Linked DNA regions of Mus musculus: region 1 is linked to region 2. A link is a contact called in public Hi-C data. All regions are on one chromosome and are shown on one strand. Each heading gives the region's core, a stretch centred on a gene start, on an enhancer-like site or on the middle of the called end of the contact. The rest is flanking DNA. Distances are from core to core; before and after follow the strand shown. Region 1 overlaps Phlpp1 (PH domain and leucine rich repeat protein phosphatase 1). Region 2 has its middle 81 kb from the start of Zcchc2.

Region 1 (6,608 bases), core at 2,494-4,993, 200 kb before region 2:
CGGAATTATTCTAGCTCTCACTATGTAGCCACAACCACTGTAATTTAAAGTTATTCCAATTGCTAGTGCTCTAATAAATATCAGTAACATCCAAGAAGTTGTTGTCTGCCAGTTTAAAGCTAAGCCAATGAGAAGAGTTTGGGCTGCAGAAATGTTACTCTAACCCCTTGTAAGCTCAAGACATTCTCATGACTCAGGATATGCTCTGAAAACAAATTTCAGGCTGAAACAGACATAGGACAACAGACATTTAAAAACACATGCGCATACTTTTGCTTCTACCTGCTCACTTGGCACATAGCAGAACTGGTGCTCTAAAGTCAGCAAGATGGTTGGTTTAGCAGCAGGTTCAGCACGTGCCCCTAAGCTTGAAGTTCTGAATCCAATCCCTGGTACCCACACGATACATAGAAAGTTCCCACAAGCTGTCCTCTGTTCTGCTGCACATGCATGCATGTATGTATGCATGCACACATATAAATATGCAATGTTCTTTAATGGTTATCTATACTACCCCCCCAAGACACTGACCCATAAAAGAGGTTATGACCCCTTATAGGAAATTATACCATGATTTTCAAGGATCTACTTCCTAATGGCTTATTGAACACCCCTTCTCCCACATCAAAAGACAATTTTCCTTTCACTTCTTTCTTATAGTACAATTCCTGGCTTTGGTAATGACATGTCCACCATAGCCTTGCACAGGAGAGAGAGCAAGTATGCACATGCGCATCATGGGCATCCTGAGTATCAGTCTTCCATGGGTTATCCCTGCAAATAGGCCCCACAGCCTAATGCCCCAGGCATTGCTACCCATGATGTGCCATGGCCCACAAGGAGAAGTCACCACCGAGGTCCCTGCAGAATGCAAGCCCTGAAGCATGTCAGCCATCACTTCCAGCGCAGTGATGCCTGGGCTCCTCATCCTGCAACTGCTAGTTACAGAAGTGCCTAGTACCACCCCCCTACACACACACACCCCCACACACACACGGGACACCATGCCCTACATCCCGGGTCTCTCCAAGGCCAACTCCAGCCACTAATGGGCCAGCTTCTTTTTCAGGAAATCACCCTTCATTCACAGATTCAGTGATACAGAGCTGAGTCTCCTGAGCAGAAGGCTCCTCCTTCCCCAGTCACTCCCCTCCGAAGCCTCATCATCCCTGAAACCTTGAAAAACAATCAATCATCCATCTTGGGCAGGCCAACACTAGGAACCCGTGCTAAGCTGGCAGAACCATTAGCCACCACAAGCTTAAGTGCTGCTAGGCCCAAGCTTCATCCATTCATCCAGTAAATTAGGAGGGCTGCAGCAACAGACACCAGCAGGAGCTGGACAAAGTCATCTCTTGGCTCACAGCACTGAGCTCTCCTGATCTTATAACTATGCCTTGCACCAAGCAGAAAATAAACTCCTAGCAGCCATCACCGCCCCCCCCCCAAAAAAAAAGAAAGAAAGAAAAGAAAAAGAAAAGAAAGAAAGGAAGGAAGGAAGAACAAAAGAAAAATTCCACTATAAACTAGACCTATGCAAAATTCTAGGGGTATTAAGAGACTCTTTCCTGAATCCACAGCTTCAAGCACCATTTCTCAGGATGTGGTTAGAGACCTGTATCAGAACCACGTGGTTTTCTGACAACTCTAAAAGACCTACAATTTTGGAATCCTGGTAGTCACAGACCAAATGCTGCTTTCAGCATTGCCACCAAAATTTCTGTTTTATGGCAATAAATCTAAAAAATTTAATACATCTGGAACTCATTTTGCAAAGTAAGATTTTCCTCCAACAAATGTATTCTTTATACTCATGAATTTCAACTTTGTGCTCACCACAAACCATCTGCTTAATGTTTCTATACCACATAAAGTCACTTTAAAAATAACATGAAAGAAAGCTGTGGACTCCAGAAGGAGTAACATTAAGAAAAACAAAAACAAACAACAAACAAACAAACATGTATAGAAAGCTGGAGAGAGAACGCAGAGTTTAAGAGCACTTACTGCTCTTGCAGAGGCCCCAGACACACACACACATACACACTATCTATCTATCTATCTATCTATCTATCTATCTATCTATCTATACACACACACACACACACACTCACTCACACACACACATATATAAAATAAAATTCAAAAGGTAAGTATACATAAATATCACATCTGGTATATAAGTACAATTGAATTCATGTGACTGACCTCAAGAAAATAAGTGATGTTAACATTAAGGGCAAGAGTCTATCAAATTTTCTCAAATTACATTCCAAACATTTTTAAGGTTTTTTTTTTTCATTTTTAAGTTTTACTATAAACATTAAATTACTTTGAGATTTCTCATATCTTTTATATCTATCATTCCCAGTACTCTTCATTCCTTTATATAGATCCAATCCATGTGAGGTTATTTTCATTCTGCCTCAACATCTTAGCCTTTTCTGGGATCTGCTAATAATGCCTGTCAGCTTTTGTGTATAGAAAGCCCTCTTTTCCTTTGTTTTTTAGTAATATCGCACTGTACTCTAGGTTAACAGTCTTTTTCTTCAGAATTCTGAAGATGCCCTTCCAGCACCTTCTAATTCTGGTAAGAAGTGTGCTGCTATAAGTGTGCATGTAACTGCTGCCTTGCTGGCTTTTTCAAGATTTTATTGCTAGTTTTAAGCAATTGTTTTTTTCTCTTTAATGTATGGTAGCAGGAGAGTGTACACGTGCAGGCCAGAAGAAAATCACGAGTGTGGGACGCTCTGTCCACAGCCTTAGCAGCACGGTTTCTCGTGCCTCCACCATCCTGGACTGAGATTACTGGTTTGTGACACCACAGCAGGCATGTCCAGGCCGAGAGTCTACATGGGTCCTTGTACTTTCAAGGCCAGCACTTCACCGGCTCAGTATTTTCCTGGCTCCCTGAAACCTGACTTTGATATATTCCTTTACATGTCTTATACACAAGACTTAGAAATGATGGTTAAATTTGAGAATGTTGCCAACTATTAGTACTTCAAATACTTTCTCTGAGCTCACTAGTTCCCTTGGAGGTTTCCAACTGCACATGCGAAATTAAATACTTGAAATCATAAACCCATGAGGTTCTGTCTGTTTGCTTTCCTTACTGGCTGTGCCAATTACTGTATCTTCTGTTTACTAGTCTTTTGTTCTGACTGTTTAAATCTGTTTTGTTTTAAATCAGTTCTAATATATGTGCGATTTCCAGAAGCTCAATTTGGGTACACGCACACACAAAAGTACTTTCATACAAAGAATAAGTACAGTAGCTGTGTCTATATCCTTGCAGTTAATCCTGTCCCTTACGCTGCTGCTATGTCAGTTTCGCTCAGAGACTGTTCTCCATATGGGTCTTTTTTTCACATCACTGATAATTTTTGTTTGAATACCATTTGCTATGAATTCTAATTTGTGTTTGCTGATTTGTGAATGCTAATTTGTATTTCCACAAATAGTACAGAACTGTTCTAGAACAGTTATTTGGAAGCAATGTATTTCTTGTAAATGTATTTGTAAGACGGCAATCTTGAGCCAATAATACTAGCAACCAGTACTCTGATAAGTCCTCTTTCCACTCTGGCTAGTAGGAACCTGACCTATTCCTGAGCCACATCTGTATCAGGCATGACCTCTGCCAGTCTGTTTCAGTGTTTTCCCAGCTCTGTATACTTTCCTCACATGCATGCTCTGATTGGTATTCACTACGTCTCAGTGAGGACCTTCTACAGCTTTCAAGAACTCTACCTCCCTGAGCTCCTCTTCTCGCTCTAGCGCCCAAGCTCTAATTATGCAGCCTGCTTCCTGAAAACACGGAACTACGATTTTGTTGCCAGTGAATTATCCGTGCTGAGTGCTCCCTAGAGCCTCTGTTGCTGTTGCTTTTTTAATTATGTACTTGTTTATTCTGTGTGTGCTTGTGAGACCTGAAGAAGTCAGTTCTCTCCTTCTACCATGTGGGAAGGCTCAAACTGAGGTCATCAGACTTGACAGCAAGTTTCTTTGCCTACTGAGGCAGGGGCGCTGAAGAGATGGCTCAGCGGCTGAGAGTGTGAACTGCTCTTGCAGACGACTTGAGATCCACTACCAGAGTCACGTCAGGCAGCTTAAAATTGCCTGCAGCACTGGGAAGTGGTGGCACACACCTTTAATCACAGCAATTGGGAGGAGAGACAGGTGGATTTCTGAGTTCGAGGCCAGCTTGTTCTACAGAGTGAGTTCCAAGACAGCCAGGACTACACAGAGAAACCCTGTCTCTCAAAAAAAAAAAAAAAAAAAAAAAAGCCTGCAGCTTCAGATCTTCAGATCCAGAGGATCTGACACCATCTTCTGCAGATCTCCATAGACACCTACACACAAGTAGACACACACACACACACACACACACACACACACACACACACATCCATGTTTACAAATTCTTTTACATTCTTCCCCCAAAAGCGGGATCTACCTTCCATTCCCCTTCTGTGTGGCTAGCTTCTTAATAAAAAGAACAGTAGCCGCTTGCAACCTCCAAAAGTGGGTCATAAAAGGCACAGGGCTGGATGACACCTACTTTCTAGGACTTTATAGAGACAAAACTCTTTGGCAAAGCCGCTGCTTGGTCATGGAGGAATGCACACAAACTGATGAAGGGCCAAAGAAAGGAGGTACAGGGACTTCTCCAAAGCAGCCAGTGCGGAACTGAGGCCTCTAACCACCTGCATGTAAGTCTTAACGGAACAGTCAAGCCCAAAGTGCTGCAGTTCCTGGGATATATGTCTGCAAAGTTCACAGCAGACCCGCAGCCAGACATTCAGCAAGCCCACACCCAAGCTCCCACTCAGAGAAACTACGGAAACAAAGGTTTACAACTCTGAGCCACTGAGGTTGAGGACTCGGACTAGTGTCACTTACTATGCTGGTTTCACTTAGTTCTGTTTCCTGAATATAGCAAAAGCATAGTGGCTTGTATTTTCTCTAAAAGGATAAAAATAAATAAAACTTTGTAAAAAGTATTGAACCTGGAAATAGTAAAGAAAGAGTAATAGGACATTAAGCTGCCAAAACAACTGCCAAATGCTATGAGCCTTCATGAACAAAACCTAGGTGTATCTGAGGACTCTGCCGGTCGTGGAGAAATTCAACATGGCCCCGGATGAGTGACAGCACTCAGTGCTCACTTCAACAGCACTATCTTTTGAGCTTAAGCACTAATAAACTATAAAGTGTGTTCTTATTGGACTCAAATCCCTAAATCCTTTTGACTAGTTGCAGTGATAGAAAGGATGAATTTAATCACCTGTCTAGGGCCACTTCAAGAGCCAGCAAATAGACTAAAATGACCCTGGAAGAGTCCAGAGACCTGAGTCCCAAACCACATCAGTAATTTTGTCTCAGACGAAGAAGCTAAGGTCACAATGACAAGCCCTGGCAGGAGCCCTGAAACAGCCTGAAGTCCGCTTGCTCTTAGCTAATGAAAACTACAAGCAGCCACTAACTGGATTGGAGGAGGGTTACTTCATGCCTCAAATCAAAATGCATCAAATCAGCTGCCCAGTAATTCTTGCTTCTTCCTGATAGCTATTCAATTTGACTGGGATTATATATAGCTCTCAAGCTCCTGGAGACTCTTAAGCCTTGAAAATACTAACAGAGGTTGCAATTTGCTTTACAATACTCATTAAGTAGTGCCAGAAAATGTATACTCTCCCCAGTGGTCTTAATGCTTCAGTAAACAGAGCTAAAGTAATTTAAATGTGGGGAGAGAAAGCTACCAGAGCAAACTCTCAAATAAGCTATGGCAAAATTAGTTATAAACTTTTAAATTATGAGATTATTGTTGTAACTGTATGGCTCAGTATAAATACTGAATGGAATCCATTTTGAGTGGAAGGCCTCAAACTTTTTAACATACACAGGAAATCACCTGGAAGCCTGCAAAACAGATTGTAGGGTTTCACCTCCGAGAGTTTTAGACTCAACTGAGTTTTAGAATTCAGTGAGAGTATAGTTTGTGACACACCAACTTCAGCACTGGGTGCAATGGCTCCTTTAACAGAGGCTCTGTAGCATTTGATTACATTAACTTGAACGACAGAAGCAAATGAACCAGGCTGGAGGTAAGATGAACTAGCTTAAGTTCTCAGGCACCTTTAACTCTATCCTCTAGACACCAAGGAAAACAGTGGATTAGCTGGCTTTAGTAGTGGATGCTCAGGTCTGTTCTTGGGCTGTGTGTTTTACAGAAGGTTTATTTAGGTGATGGTTTTGTTACAACTTTGCATTCAGTGACTATAACTATGTTTCTCTCTCTCTCCCTCTCCCCCTCTCTCCCTCGGGTTCCAGGAGCAATAGATGAGTAGCAATCCTAGTTTGCTTCTTTGTGTCTATAATAAAACAGTGACCAAACTCAACCTGGGGAGGAAAGAATTTATTTGGCTTGCACTGTGACATCATAGTTTATCACTGAAAGAAGCCAAGCAAGACGTTGGGGGCAGAAACTTTCCCAGAGACCTGGAGAAAGGCTCCTTCACAGCTTGTTCAACATCTTTCTTACATAACCAGGACGGCTGCCTAGGGATAGCACTATCCAGTGGGCTAGGGTGTCCCACATCACT
Region 2 (6,622 bases), core at 2,231-4,730:
CTAGAGTCACTCAATATCCATCCAACATGTACATAGGTTCTGGGTATCTGCTCTGTAGTGGCTCCATTGGATCCACCCTGGGACTTGATGCCTGTGTCTTGTGTCCTGGCTCTGTCAGTTCCTTCTTTACACCCAGGGTGGAGGCCGATTCTCTCTGCTGCTATTCATATCTATATTTGTTCAGGGGCTTCCTTCCTGACCCCCCTTTCACGTCAAGATCATCCCCTTTCGGTGCCTTTGGCTTGGATGTCTAACTCCAAGCATAACTCAAAATCCAAACCACAGTAAGATAAAGCCAAACACAGGTTTATTCCTCACTTTTCGTTATCGGGGACTTGGTCCTCAGAGGACAAAGGCTCAGACAAAAGCGAATGCTCCTCAAGTCGTCCACAGGGGATTAAATGACAGAAGCGAAATTGGGCTTTCCGTTTCTTTGAAGCAAGTAAACACTATGTTACTATTTTATCTATTTTCCTCTTTGTTGGTTGTGTTTTAAGGACAAAAGAGCAATGAAGGAAGCTACAGTTTGAACAGTTGTTTTAATTGGTACCTTCAGCTGAATCAGAGAATCTCTCATTGTTACTTCTTGGTAAACATAAGGATTAATTATTAAATATACCCTGAAAAGAAAGAGTGGGTTAGGATAAGGTGTAATTATCAGATCATCTTCACTGGGCATATTGGCTCACGCACTCAGGCAGATCTCTGTGAGTTCGAGGACAGCCTGGTCTACATAGTGAGTTCTAGGACAGCCAGAGCTACATAGTGAGACCTTGTCTCGAATCCCTACTTGCCCACCCCAAAGAATTAGGTAAGCTTTGAACAACAACAACAACAACAACAAAATAACCACAAAAGCAATCAACATGGGGAAAGTTGGGATACTACTAGGACTTCGTATTTTAGGGCTCGTTAAGCTATGGGAGATTATAATTAGTAGCTATAAGGAGGAGGCATAAAGATGAAAGAAAAGACAGGAAGCAGAAGAGTGTGTGAGGCGGCAGAAAGGATGGAAACCATGCCTCATGGAAGACAGGGTGGGACACAGAAGAAACAGGCTAACGAACACCTAAGCGTCATGAGACACACATGCAGGCGTAGACACTGAACACTAGAAGGTAAGAGATAAAGAGAGAATTCCTGCCAACTGAGTTAAAAGGAGATGTTCTCAGCTCCAGCTCCAGCAGGCTCCCTGCAGTGGTGTGTGGCAGATAGGGGAACGGGACTCTGTGTCTCTGCGGTCTCTGTGTTCATGGAGTCTATGGGACTTTGGGGGCCAGCCTGCTTCTCAGATGTCCTGTCCTCTGTGCTTCCCTCTCTGCTACTTAACGTTTACCTGAAAAACTCTGCTGCTGGTATTATCCCCCCCATCTCCCACCCACTCAGAAAAATTCCTTGTACTTTCTTTGTTTGTTTGTTGATTGGTTAGTTTGGTTTTTTGCTTTTGTTTTTTTGTTTTGTTTTGTTTTTGTTTGTTTTTTGACACATGGCTTTGCTATGTAGCCCTGGTTATATGAGAATTCTCTATGTACACCAAGCTAGTCCCCAAATGGCAATGATCCTTCAGAGTGTTTCCTAAGCCGACGTGTGTCACCATGTCCAGTTGGGTTTTTTTTTTTCTTTTTTTAGATTTTATTTATTTATTTACTTATTTCTTTAATGTATGAGTGCTCTATCAGCATGCACACCTGCATGCCAGAAGAAGGCATCAGATCCTATTACAGATGGTTGTGAGCTACCACATGGTTGCTGGGAATTGAAGTCAGGACCTCTGGAGGAGCAGACTGAACCATCTCTCCGTTGGTTTTTGAGATAGGGTCTCGCTCACTCAGTAGTCATCCTGCATTAAATTTCTCACTCAGGTGATACACAAACCGTATTTGCAGGAAAACAAAGGGAGAATAAAAATTCGTTCTCTTGGATCAGGAGGGGGATAAAGTCTGGACTGTAAGACAAAAAAAAAAAAAAAATTAAAGAATAAGTTTAAAAAAAAATCTTTCACCAGCAATTGGTCACCTATATTGTGACAATACATACCTGGTAGTCAGGAGCTCTGGTTTAGCCATTGAAAATTAAAGGAAAATTTGCTAAAATAATTGTTTAAAAGCTCTAGCTCACAGTCAGTATGCTTACACCACAGATAGTGAGGTCTCACCCTGGAAAGACCTAACTCAGAAGCTCTGGGAGAGGCCTGGGAACCTGGGCTTTTAATTGGTACCCAGGTGGCAGTGATGCGGCAGCTGCAGTGACTCCACATACCCCACCCTCCCACCGAGCACTCACAGAATGCTCAGCTAATTAATGTATGCTCAGGGCGGCGCTTCCCAGCAGCGGGCGGGAGAACCTGCTCACCGACCGTCAGCTGGGGAAGCTCTCAGAGGCGTTTGCATTTCTACTACCGTAGAAATCTGCAGTACCACACTGCAGTGTTTAATAAAGTCTATGAACCCCCTGACTATGCTCTTAACTCTTTAAAGGTGGGCCAGTAGTTCCCAAAGACAGCGACCTGCTGACTAACAACAGCAGCATCACATGAGACACTGTTTAAAATGCTACTCCTGTTTTAACAGGCTCCCCTTCCAAAGGATTCTGCTGAGTGCCAAAGTTTGGGAACCCTTGACAGAGGCTAAGCTCAGAAAGGTGCCAACTGTTCCCCTCCATCTGTCTCCTCCTCGCCTTGCTGTGTTTTGTTCTTTCCCTGGAGAACATATTTGTTTATTCTCTGTATTATCTAAACACTGGGTCGAGGCCTTAACATACCAGGTGGAGAAGAGTCTAGAGAAACCTTTTTTCCCTGTCTGTCTGTCTGTGCCTCCCCCCTCCCCCCCAAGCTTACAGGTAGCTGTGATTTGCCTGATGTAGGTGCTAGGAACCAAATTGGGTACCTACTGTAAGAGCAATACCCACTCAACCACCAAACTATTTCCCCCACCCTCACCCCGATTCTGCTTTCAAAAGAACTTACTTGATGAATTGTGTTTTAAAGTGTTTTTTAAAAGAAAACTTACCAGTTTAAAATTTTTAGCAGATCGCTGTAACTATCATCCTCACAAGCCTCCCATACTGAAACTGTGCATGAAACAATTGCGCCCCCTTCAGTTCACGGTGATTAGTGCATCCATTGTCATGCCCCTATTGTAGGAGTCTTCAGAAACTGTACCAGTTGCTTCTCCTGTGCTCATATGACGTTTACTATTTTAGGTACATCATGTCTGTGGGGTCATATAGCTCTTTTGTGACTGGCTTCTTTCACTCAGAATGTTTTCTACTATAAGTAAGGCGGGCCCATTCTTTCAGCTTGGAGCCTCTCCTGGGGTCCCAGAGCCAACTTTCTCTTTGCTCAGGTCAAACATCTGATACCTGCCTGGTTCTGGTCCTAATACCTTGCTTTTATCCCACGCTGATGACTAGCTGTAGGGTCAGCCCTGCAGTTTGAACCCCAGTGGATTTTTAGCTGGGAACAATGGCTTGGTGTTAACTCTGAGCAAACCCCCAGGCTGCGCCACTCTGCTATGCCAGGCTTGGAGCTGCTGTCCTGTGGATCTGCAGCTTTGTGTTCTTTGCACAGAGACAAATAATCAATGCCAGGCAGCAGCAGCGGCAGCAAGCTTCAGAATTCAGCTCTCCCAGGCTTACACAACTCTGGCTTGGGAGCCAGTGTGACAGAGACAGGGGACGCAGAGGATGGCACTTCCAGGATTCACACTAACAGTTCCAGGGTTCCACAGGTAAGGCTGATAAGGGATGCTTACTTTGCAAAGGATACTTCCTCATGGATGCCGAATTTTATTTTCAAATTATTTAGTGGTGGTGAGAGGACCCCATGGGGACAGTGAGATGGCTCAGGGGGTTAAGTCCTTTGATCCCAAGTTGCGGACCTCGGTTCCATCCGCAGGACCTTACTCCCACAAGTTGTCTTCTGATCACTACAAGTGACCACCAACACACAGATAAGTAACTGAATATAATTTAAAATGATTCCTAATGGGTTAGTGAAAACTGGTTCTTACCAAATGAAAGAAACCCACTGTTCTGTAAAGAATATACGGCCTTCACTAGGCACAGCCACCCATCAAGAGGGTTTGCTTTGGTGGCAAAAACTTGATTTGATTTTGAGCTGTGGCTGGGGCTGGAGGTGGCTCGTAGCTCAAGGACAGTTGTGCATTTCATTCAGCAACCTGGCTTCCGCAGCGGCAGGAGGAAGTGCAGAGACGAGGGAGAAAATGAGTAGCTCTGGGGTCTTTGATAAAGTCGGTGGAATGTGAAGAATTTAGACTCTGCTTTATTTTAGTATCTGCTGCAGCTCTTTCCCTGACACCTGTAGGGTTTGCTATGTGCATATGCCAGGTTGGTTCCCAATTCTTAAAATGTGTTTTATTCTTATCTTCACATTGACTGTCTGATGAGCTTCAAGCCACACTGGATGCTCTTTCTATGACTGACACTTGTAACTGACATCTGCTATAGCCATACCAACTTCAGTTTGTGTATGAGTGAAAGAGAGGGGATTGGTGACCTTTAAGCTCCACCCTTCACTGCTGGCAGGAAGAGGAAGTGCTCAGAAGGGTTAATTTGACAGGCATCGTTTGATGGGCATATTATTACATCTAGTTTCTATATTGTCACATGAAACACATTTTTTAAAATTTATTTTTGGAATCCATTTCCACACACACAGCTTGGAAGAGCCAAAAGTGATGAGTGCTATCTAGGGTGTGTGCTTTACAGCCAGGCAACTTTTGGTAGCAACAAGCAAGCAGAAATGATTTTGTAATTACAGGATGGTGTAGGCAGCAGGAAGATTGTGTGCTGTGGAACGATGAACAAGATGTAGCCGTTTCTCCTAACAATCGTGCATCTGTTATGCTTGAGACCAATGTGCTATAACAATAGTGACCACACTTTGGCGATACACAGCTTCCAAAGAATGGGTGCACTTTATGGAGACAACTGGGCCACATGTTTGCAATTTTAGCAGATGTCAGAAATGGACACGCCACCCTTGGCACAGGGGACAGAGTAAGACAAGCTCCTTAAGGAGGTGTGTGTCGTTGGTTATGTGACATCCCAGGGGGAAGGCTTATGAGGTCACACCTCAATACACCCAAGATAGGTGACATTCAGCACTGTTTGCTCTTTAAAATGGCGAACTTTATGTCAACTTCATACAGGCTAGACTAGTCATCTGAGAGGAAGGAACTCCAACTGAGAAAATGCCTCCATGAGATTGGACTTCTAGAGCGTTTTCTTAATGAGTGATTGACATTTGAGGGCCCAGCCCAGTGTGGCTGGGACCACCCCTGAGATGCTGGTCCTGGGTTCTGGAAGAAAGCAGGCTGAGCAAACCACAGGGAACAAGCCAGTGAGCAGCACCCTCTGCATCCGCTCCTGTCTCCAGGACCCTGCCCTACTTGAGTTTCTGCCCTGATTCCCTTTAGCAATAGACTAGGGATAGTAAAGGGGAAGTCAAATAAACCCTTTCCTCTCCAGAAGCCAAACGAGCCCTTTTGATCATGGTGTTTCTTCTCAGCAATAGTTACCCTAAGACAGAGGGTAACACACTCACCACATACCATTCACACTCTTCTTTACAGTAATTACCTATGAAGCTGGAGACAAAAGAAAGTATGTATCGGGCTGAAAGAAAGTGGCTACTTACATGTTCATAGCCATACTAAAAGTAGGTTTGTCTCTTAGACATGTGTATAGGGTATGATGCACAGGTAGAAGTCAGAGGACAACTAGCAGGGGCTAGTTTTCATCTTCCATCATGTAGGCTCAAACTCAGGTTGCCCTTACCCACTGAACCACAGTGCTAGCCCAGAAGCACAGATTTAAATACAAATGTAAAACAGTTCTTTAAGGACTGGGGCTAGTTTAGAGGTAAAATACATACTTAGCACGCATGGGCTCAAACTCCAGTGTACACACACACACACACACCACATACCATACACACTCTTCTTTACAGTAATTACCTATGAAACTGGAGACAAAAGAAAGTATGTATCGGGCTGAAAGAAAGTGGCTACTTACATGTTCATAGCCATACTAAAAATAGGTTTGTCTCTTAGAAAAGGAATCCTTTGAGCAAGCAGTTTTACATTGGGAGACTAAATCTCAAAACAAAGAGGCAGACAACCTCGTTCCCCAGGTCTGTGTCTGTTTCCAGGTGTCCCAAGGGTTTCTCTCAATGTTGGTGTGGAGGAAGAAGAGAACTTGGGGTTCCACTGCTGAAAGAAAAGTACAAGGGTCTGACTCTCCCACAGAGCCCTCCTGGTGTTTTCAAGGTTAGAACTGGGCTTCCTGGCTGGGCGAGGACCCTGAAAGGTAGCCTGGTCCTCGGTTGAGCTAAAGGCTTTGAAGCCCTAGAGACCCTGAGGGGACAGTAGGAGCTTTGCCAGCTCCCAGCACCAGGCCCTTGTCATGTAGACACAATTTCCCATAGATTTGTGGCCATCAGCCACGTAAGGGCAATGCCTCAAGCCCTTCCACACACATATAGATGAGGCATCCCTAACACCTCAGACCAAGATGTAACCACAGGTCATGTAGGCTCAAGACAGAGGTCTCTATGCTAACGAGGTACCTAGAGGCCTGGAGGGTGTAGCCAATAAACTTC

The links. Hi-C and Micro-C count contacts between places; a contact is called where the count stands out from the background.
Region 1: a contact with region 2 is called in a Hi-C map of B cells, with 1.7 times the contacts expected there. The contact joins two enhancer-like sites. A contact is called at or near these places in 1 of 15 datasets of contacts at CTCF or cohesin (pro-B cells), 9 of 484 Hi-C or Micro-C datasets (B cells, the HL-1 cell line, the HPC-5 cell line and 5 more), 1 of 115 datasets of contacts at active chromatin or transcription factors (embryonic stem cells) and 2 of 9 other capture datasets (adipose tissue and pancreatic islet).

What each region holds. Positions count from the first base shown.
Region 1 is chr1:106,272,061-106,278,668 of GRCm38.p6, reverse strand. The region is part of intron 1 of Phlpp1 (PH domain and leucine rich repeat protein phosphatase 1); the gene reads right to left. Among named protein-coding and RNA genes, the nearest start is that of Phlpp1, 100 kb to the right of the region's middle. Within about 2 kb of position 3,743, at least 43 of the 459 cell types and tissues checked have an H3K27ac peak or open chromatin away from gene starts, as enhancers often do. A contact at or near this core is called in B cells, where this site is marked.
Region 2 is chr1:106,067,914-106,074,535 of GRCm38.p6, reverse strand. It overlaps the pseudogene Gm26509. Among named protein-coding and RNA genes, the nearest start is that of Zcchc2, 81 kb to the right of the region's middle. Within about 2 kb of position 3,480, at least 34 of the 459 cell types and tissues checked have an H3K27ac peak or open chromatin away from gene starts, as enhancers often do. A contact at or near this core is called in B cells, where this site is marked.